2 separate regions of the Capra hircus genome follow, and region 2 is linked to region 1. Evidence: chromatin contacts called from public Hi-C data. All regions are on one chromosome and are shown on one strand. The core of a region is the stretch at or near the end of the contact, and the rest is flanking DNA. Distances in the headings are between cores, read along the strand shown. Region 1 overlaps MOCS2 (molybdopterin synthase catalytic subunit). Region 2 overlaps ITGA1 (integrin alpha-1).

Region 1 (3,872 bases), core at 804-3,303:
GGGATGCATTTTGGGAATGTTGGCAGAATTGAAAGTTATAAAAAGTCCTTATCAAATACTCTTGATATATTTTTAGAATTTATATATTTTAAAAATAAGCTAAGTACGGTTTTAAAAGTTTAAAGCGATATTTTCTTGTTTTTAAAACCTCAGTGATGATGCGCGCATGCTCAGTCGCTTCATTTATGTCCAGCTCTTTGAGACCCTATCAGCTGTAGCCCACCAGGCTTCTCTGCCCATGGGGTTTCCCAGACAAGTATACTCGAGTGGCTTGCCATTTCCTTCTCCAGGGACTCTTCCCGTCCCGGAGATTGACCCCACATCTCCTACATTGGGAGGCGGGTTCTTTACCGCTAAGCCACTGGGGTAGCCTGATGATACCTAAGATATTTCATAATATGAGGATTTCTTCTATTTCAGAATCTAGTATAATCTTATCATAATGCTTATTATATTTTGTTATTGGTATTGTATCAGTATATAAATGAGCATAAAATTATCAAGACAAACTAGCAAGGGTGGTTTGCATTTTAATGTTAGTTATAAGATTATACTCACAACCAATTAAGGAAAATTATATGATTATTTAGTAAAGCATTTTCAGATATCTTTTTAGCTTAAGCAGCATTGTTGTTAGTGAAGTCATTAATAAAGTTATGTTTTCTGCAAAATCTTATACTAAATAATGGTCCAGTTTTTGTTTGGTCAACCCATATACTACCTTGATAGATCTTAGTATATAATTTCTATATCGTTCTTTTTTTTTTTTATAAACTGAAGTGTGATTTGCAATATTTGGCTAGTTTTAGGTGTACAGCATAATGATTCGGGGTGATTTTGCAGATTATATTCCACTGTAAGTTATTGCAAGATTTTGGCATAATTTCCTATGCTGCACAGTAAGTCTTTGTTGCTCATCTGTTTTATGTGTAGTAGTTTGTGTCTGTTAAGCCCACTTTCCTCGTTTGTCCTTCCCCCTCATCCTCTCCCTTTTGGTATCCATAAGTTTGTTTTCTGGATGTTTTTGTTTATGTTTGGATTCATCTGTACTATTTTTTTTAGATTCCACACATAAGTGATATCATACAGCATTTATCTTTCTCTGACTTTTGTCACCAAGCATAACACTGCGTTCATGTTGTAGTGAAGGATGGTTTTTGTGTGCTAACACTCCAGTGTGCGTGCCTCACCTTCTTAAGCCATCTGCTGAGCTGCTTTCGTGTCTTGGCCCTCGTAAGTAGCACTGCTACGGACACTGGGGGGCGCGTACCTTTTCAGATTAAGAGTTTTCATGGGCGTGTACCTTTTCAGATTAAGAGTTTTCATGTTTTCCAGATATATACCCAGAAGTGGCGTTACTTGATCATATCGTGGTTTTATTTTTAGTTTTTTTGAGGAACCTCCAAACTGTTTTCCATAGTGGTTTCACCAGTTTACATTACCGCCACCAATGTGTGAGGATTCCTTTTTCTCCACATTCTCTTCAGAATTTATCTGTAGACTGATTGATGATAACCATTTTGACCAGTGTAAGGTGATACCTCATTGTGGTTTCGATTTGCTTTTCTCTAATGATTAGTGGTGTTGAGCATCTTTTCATGGGCCTTTTTCCTTCTGTATGTCTTCTTTGGGAAAATGTCTGTATGGGTCTTTTGTCCGTTTTTTGATTGGGTGGGTTTTTTTTTTTTTTTTTTTTGATATCGTATGTGTGCTTAGTCACTCAGTCCTGTCTGACTCCCTGTGACCCCATGGACTGTTGCCCGCCAGGCTCCTCTCTGTCCATGGAATTCTCCAGACTAGAATACTGGAGTGGGTTGCTGGTCCCTTCTCCAGGGAATCTTCCCGACCCAGGGATCAAATGCGGGTCTCTTGCATTACAGGCAGATTCTTTACTGTCTGAGACACCAGGGAAGCCCCAGAAGTACAGTAGCACAGTAAAAGAGCTGGTAAACAGGAGCTGGCACCCAGTGGGCAGGTAAGAGTTACTGACTGGAGGAAGGAGGGGAAGTGGAAGATGGCAGAGCTGAAGGATCGTTAGCAACGGGAAGACGGAGGGCACGCTGCAGTTTCACTCACCCCTGACGCTGACGGCCCAGGTTCTGGTTCCTTGCTGGCTGCAGATAGAATTATCTACCTTCTTGAAGAAATGACCCAGTGATGCCTGAGTAGTAGCTCTCTTTCTCATCGTAGGTGACATGGTAGCACTGGACTGCATGCTGAGCGGCTGCTGCAGCTTTCGTGTGCCATTCTGTGTTCAGGTCTTGTGCCTCAAAAGCTGACAGTGCCTCCTCCAATAAAGAGGAGCCCTTGCCTCTTCCTGCGTCGTGAATTTCCTCAGTCCTTCAGTTACTGCTGCTTCCTTTTTGTCCTCCCTCTGGGCCTCCAGTTCCATCAGGTCTTCATTACCAGGCTCCTCCTGTTGTACAGCAGGGAGTTCAGTGAAGTCATCTGCAGATGCAGCTCTAGCTTCTCACTGAGGGTCACTAAGTGACTGAAGACCTCACTTTTGCATCCTCAAAAGCCCACAACTTGAAGGTTCCTTTGGAGGGGACTTAGAGTATATGTTCATATGAGGTCTATGTGGATTTTGGAATTTTTCTACTGAATTTCTTTAGAGGATCTTTATTGATAGTAATTATAAGAAGAACTGACTCACTGGAAAAGACCCTGATGCTGGGAAAGATTGAAGGCAGGAGGAGAAGGGGATGACAGAGGGTGAGATGGTTGGATGGCATCACCGACTCAATGGACACGAGTTTGAGCAGGCTCCGGGAGTTGGTGATGGACTGATGGGACAGGGAAGGCCGGCGTGCTACATGCAATCCATGGGGTTGCAAAGAGTCAGACATTACTGCGCAACTGAACTGATACAAAGTACATGAAACATTCTCTAAGCATCTTTTCTAAAAAAATAATATCTTCATTTTAAGTAGGTTTTGTTGAAATCAGGAACTCAGACTATTAAGCTTTTAAGTCTCCAATGCAGACAAGTTAAGGAGTTAATCTGGGGCATGCTAAAATTGGGATGGATCGTCTGACAGTTTTCAGTGTGTTGCACTGGACTTGAATAGGGTCGTCATTGATCCCCACTTCTCATAGGAGTGGCACAGTTAATTGGTGAAATATCAAGGAGCTAGCATCACTCTGACATAGCCTTTCTATGTCTGTGACTTAACCAGCTAAGTAGAAGAGTAACCTAAAAAACCTGGCCTTTAAATAGACTGTAATGTTTAAAGTCACTTGGGGACTGTGGCTTTGTATGACAGCTTTGGAAATTCATTTAAGAAGTAGGAAACTGATTTCTTGTGTTTGAAGTGTTTTAACAGGTAGCAAAAGTGAAAGAGTTTTATCTTTGAGTGAAAGTAGCAGCCCATGTTCTAGTGAGCTGCTTTGTGATTTTGTGGCTATGCTTGTTCTTTACATATGCGGCTGAGTCACTATACTTTCAGTATGTTTTGAGAAGTAGTGATTAAGAAGCTAAGAGTCTGAGTCTTGATCTTAGGTCTTGAATGAACCTATTGGACAACTGGAAAGCAATTCCTGGATGCCTGTGGAATCCACTCGTTTCTTTACTCTGCTGCACCTGTCATCCAAGCCACCACGCCCATTTCTCTTGGACTGTTGCTGTGGCCTGGTGACAGTCCCCCTTCCTTCTCCTACTTGGTCACTTCATCATCCTACTTGAACCTTCTGATAGGTAATCACATCCCAGAACCTCTGTCCTCACCGTGACCGACAACCTGCACGACCCGGCTCCCGCCTCCCTGCTCTCTCGTTCCAGGCTCCCTGCTTTGCTGTGGTGACTTGTGGCAGGCTCTGTCTCCCCAGAGGTCCTCGCCTGCCCCTTTGCTAGGAAGCCCTTCCTCCAGGTA
Region 2 (3,872 bases), core at 454-2,953, 140 kb after region 1:
ATGGACTGTAGCCTATCAGGCTCCTCAGTCCATGGGATTTTCCAGGCAAAAGTACTGGAGTGGGTTGTCATTTCCTTCTCCAGGGGATCTTCCTGGCCCAGGAATCGAACCTGGGTCTCCCATATTGGAGGCAGACGCTTTACCGTCTGAGCTACCAGGGAAGCCCTAAGTATAGTAAGCACCTACTAAGATTTTGTTAAGTCTTAATCTCTTCTATTGGAGAAGGCAATGGCAACCCACTCCAGTACTCTTGCCTGGAAAATCCCTTGGAAGGAGGAGCCTGGTAGGCTGCAGTCCATGGGGTCGCGAAGAGTCGGACATGACTGAGAGACTTCACTTTCACTTTTCATTTTCATGCACTAGAGAAGGAAATGGCAACCCATTCCAGTGTTCTTGCCTTGAGAACCCCAGGGATGAGGGAGCCTGGTGGGCTGCCATCTATGGGGTCGCACAGAGTTGGACACGACTGAAGCAACTTAGCTTAGCAATCTCTTCTATGCATTCTATGAAGATAAAGCTACAGAGACTGTGCCTTTTGAAATCGAATTCTAGTTCCAGGGGGAATCTTTCACTGCTCCCTGCACAAAGTCTCAAACTGAGAGTTTTGATCAACTCCCACACTGTTGGGGTTTGGAAGAAGCATGAGGAAAGGCTAGTCCTGAGGTTTATGCTCCACTAGTCTAAAATTAGTCTAAAAAGATGTGTGGGGATGAGGGTAGCTTTTCTGAGCTTGCTGCAGACCAAATGCTTCAGGGAGGTTCAGGCAAGAGGAGGGCAAGTAATCTTTCCAGTATAACAGAGCTGCTGAAAGGTTGAACCCAACAAGGGACTATCACTCCAATACCAAATATTTTTATATATTTCAGGGAGTTCATGATTTTCTTGAGCAAAACCAATTCCTGGAGCTCCAGAGCGAAGAGCTTGCCCCATAGAGTGCAGCAGAGGACTATACTGGATAAAGGCATTGCTTCAACCCAGTCCCTTACGAGATGAGAACTCTTAGGGGGGTTAACTTCTGTTTGCTTCAGTGTCCTCAAGTATAAAATACAGTTAAAAGACTTAGTTGGAAAGATTGTAAAGAAAACAGAGTGAACAGAAGCAAGGGAGACCATAGAGTGAGGGGGTTAATAGCGCTGACACAAAAGTGAAATGGCCCAGATGATTCTCTACTCTGAAACTGACAAACCATGTGACTTTGGGAAACATATTTAACTTTTCTATGCCTCAGCTTCTTTGCTTACAAAATGAGGTCCATAATAGTATCTTTCTCATAGGGTTGATGTTAATATCTAAAGTGGAAAAGCTGAAAATGGTTCCTGGTACACAGTAAACACTCAATAAATGCTAGTTTTCCTCCTGTCTACTGTGGAAATACCATTCTGATTACTGGCATTCCCACTGATGTGACTGAGTTAACTAAACCTACAGGTCAGGACTGTCCAAAGGTTGCTAAACCTTTGGGCTTTAAAATAAGACCTAAGAAGACATCAGAATGTATCAGCAAATCATATCCTGGATGGAAGAATGTTTGCTTTTACACAGTGTTAGTCGCTTAGTCATGTCCAGCTCTTTGTGACCCCACGGACTATAGCCCACCAGGCTCTTCTGTCCATGGAGTTTTCCAGGCAAGAATATTGGAGTGGGTTGCCATGTCCTTCTCCAGCTTTTTGCAGACTGATGACCAAAAAACAGGGCTGAAAATTATTTGCTAGTTTTAAGGAGAGGTATGCAGCTAGAGAGACTACTCAAATATCAGCTCTGGCTTCCCTCTTCTCTTGGCAGCAGTGTCCTAAAACTGTATGGACAAGTGCTGTGCTTACCATACTGAAAGAAATCAACAGTAAAATGTCCTATTACAGGTGCTTACAAACAAAGAAACCATTTTCTACGTTCCAAGCACACCCTTGACACCGCTAAGCCAGGCCTTGGGTACCACAGTGTGGCAAAGCCAGGTATTACAGACAGAGCGTGGATACCCTGCAAAGCAGGAGGAAGAGCTGCAGGTCTGAGATGGCAGAGAATTCTGTCCTCGAGACTTTGCTGGAGAAAAGCTATGGATTCTATTTACTAAACTAAATGCTCCTGACGTACATCTTTAACACAGCTGTTTTCATCTTCTCTGAGAATAACCTCCCAAAAAGAGGAAGATAGTTATGGTAAGTCAGAATGTATAGGAGCAGTTGGTAATTTGATGGGAGAGAAATTTGCTATTTAAACTATTTGATTAAAAGACAATTCTGTTGCTCAGATATCAGAAAAATGAATATGTAGCCATGATCTATTTTTAACATAGTGATAATTTTGCTTTTGAACAAAACAATAAAATATAGGGTGATAAATGCTAGAATAAATGCCAATTTGATATTTCATTAGAAAAACATTAAATTCTACTTTTCTATGAGATTTTATTCTCTATTAAACTTATCCTAAAAGCTATCATTTCATTTCTGCTTAATTTGAAAAAGATACAAAGATTAAAAGATTTTGCATATCTTAATTTAAGCGAAACATCTACTGATAATGGAAATAAACATCTGTTGATATGTTAATATACAGATTGACTAGACAAAAAATAGGTTAGTTTTACAGGAGATTTGAAGCAGGAGTGTGTAAAACTATAAGATTTCTGTGTCATCAACTAATTGAACAAATACCTCATTTCTCACTCAGGCATGCAACTATTGCATAAAATGCGGTATTTTTATATATTAAAGAAGCATTTAATTTTAAAGATACATAAAGATATGTGATTAGGATAGGGCTTTATCTTAACCATAATTCTGTTGCTTCTATGTTCTTAAACTGACATAGAAATGTATTCTTTTCTTTTTTCTATAAAAGGGAGTTTTCATTCTTCTCTGCTTATAAAAATAATGTACACTTAATTTAGAATTTCCAGTGTTATAGACAAATGAAAGTGTCCTGTAATCCCAGTCTCTAGAGAGATCTCCCATAATTTTTGGATATGTCTATTTCTTTCTCGTACAAAAGTGGTTTCAAGTTGTGTACAGCATTTGAGATATATATTTTTTCTTCTTAATTTCATCTTGGTTATCATTTCAGTGTTTTTAGTGGCTACACAATACTATATTCCAAAGCATGGATAAATCATAATTTGTTTCACCAATATGCTGTTGACAATTGAAGTAGGAAAGTCTAAGGAACTCTGATTCTTACCTTCCACAGCACTAATATGAGCAACATTAATAACAATAATCCAGCAAAAGCACTCAGCAGGATAACCCATAGTGGCACTCTGCCTGGTAGCCCATCTTTGGATATTTGGATAGCAAGCTGAAAATGATTGAACAAGATTGTTAACATTGATAAACACCTCTTAGAACTTCCAGTACACTGAGTTTTTGTAGGCTATAATTTTCTACCAAAGAGTGTACTCAATCTCATTACTACATACAGAGAAAATAATGAGTTCACATTTTAAAAGGCCCTTCATCTATTCAAAATCTCTAATCATGTCATATTCATTATTACCAAAACAATTTTGTAACATTATCCTCCAGAAATTCATACATAATGAGTAAACTACCTATGAATCAAAATTCTCAAGGGTAGAGGTGAATTTCACTCAGGGAGAATAAGCAGTATTGTATGTTTTAAAGGTTTATTCATAGCCTTCAGTGCATTATCATAATAGCATAAGTTTAGATGGGAAGGTTGTCACAGGTTGTGGACATATAAACCTGAAGGGGTCTTCTAACTTTAATTCTAATTCTAGTGTGCTTTATTTCTTTTGCTAACAAATTGAGATATAATTTTCATACAGTAAGATGCACAAATCTCAAAGGTACAGATGAACAAATTTGTGCATGCATTTCCTCAATGCATTTTTTATTATACCACACTGTCTATTC

The links. A called contact is a pair of places that touch in the nucleus more often than the background predicts.
Region 2: a Hi-C map of blood shows a contact between it and region 1, with 2.6 times the contacts expected there. The contact joins two enhancer-like sites. A contact is called at or near these places in 2 of 5 Hi-C or Micro-C datasets (blood and liver).

What each region holds. Positions count from the first base shown.
Region 1 is chr20:26,017,693-26,021,564 of ARS1.2, forward strand. It overlaps MOCS2 (molybdopterin synthase catalytic subunit), which reads left to right. Exons shown (of 6, transcript XM_018065594.1): 6 at 1-676. Among named protein-coding and RNA genes, the nearest start is that of MOCS2, 12 kb to the left of the region's middle. Within about 2 kb of position 2,054, at least 1 of the 5 cell types and tissues checked has an H3K27ac peak or open chromatin away from gene starts, as enhancers often do.
Region 2 is chr20:26,161,723-26,165,594 of ARS1.2, forward strand. It overlaps ITGA1 (integrin alpha-1), which reads right to left. Exons shown (of 30, transcript XM_018065522.1): 28 at 3,178-3,294. Among named protein-coding and RNA genes, the nearest start is that of ITGA2, 31 kb to the left of the region's middle. Within about 2 kb of position 1,704, at least 3 of the 5 cell types and tissues checked have an H3K27ac peak or open chromatin away from gene starts, as enhancers often do.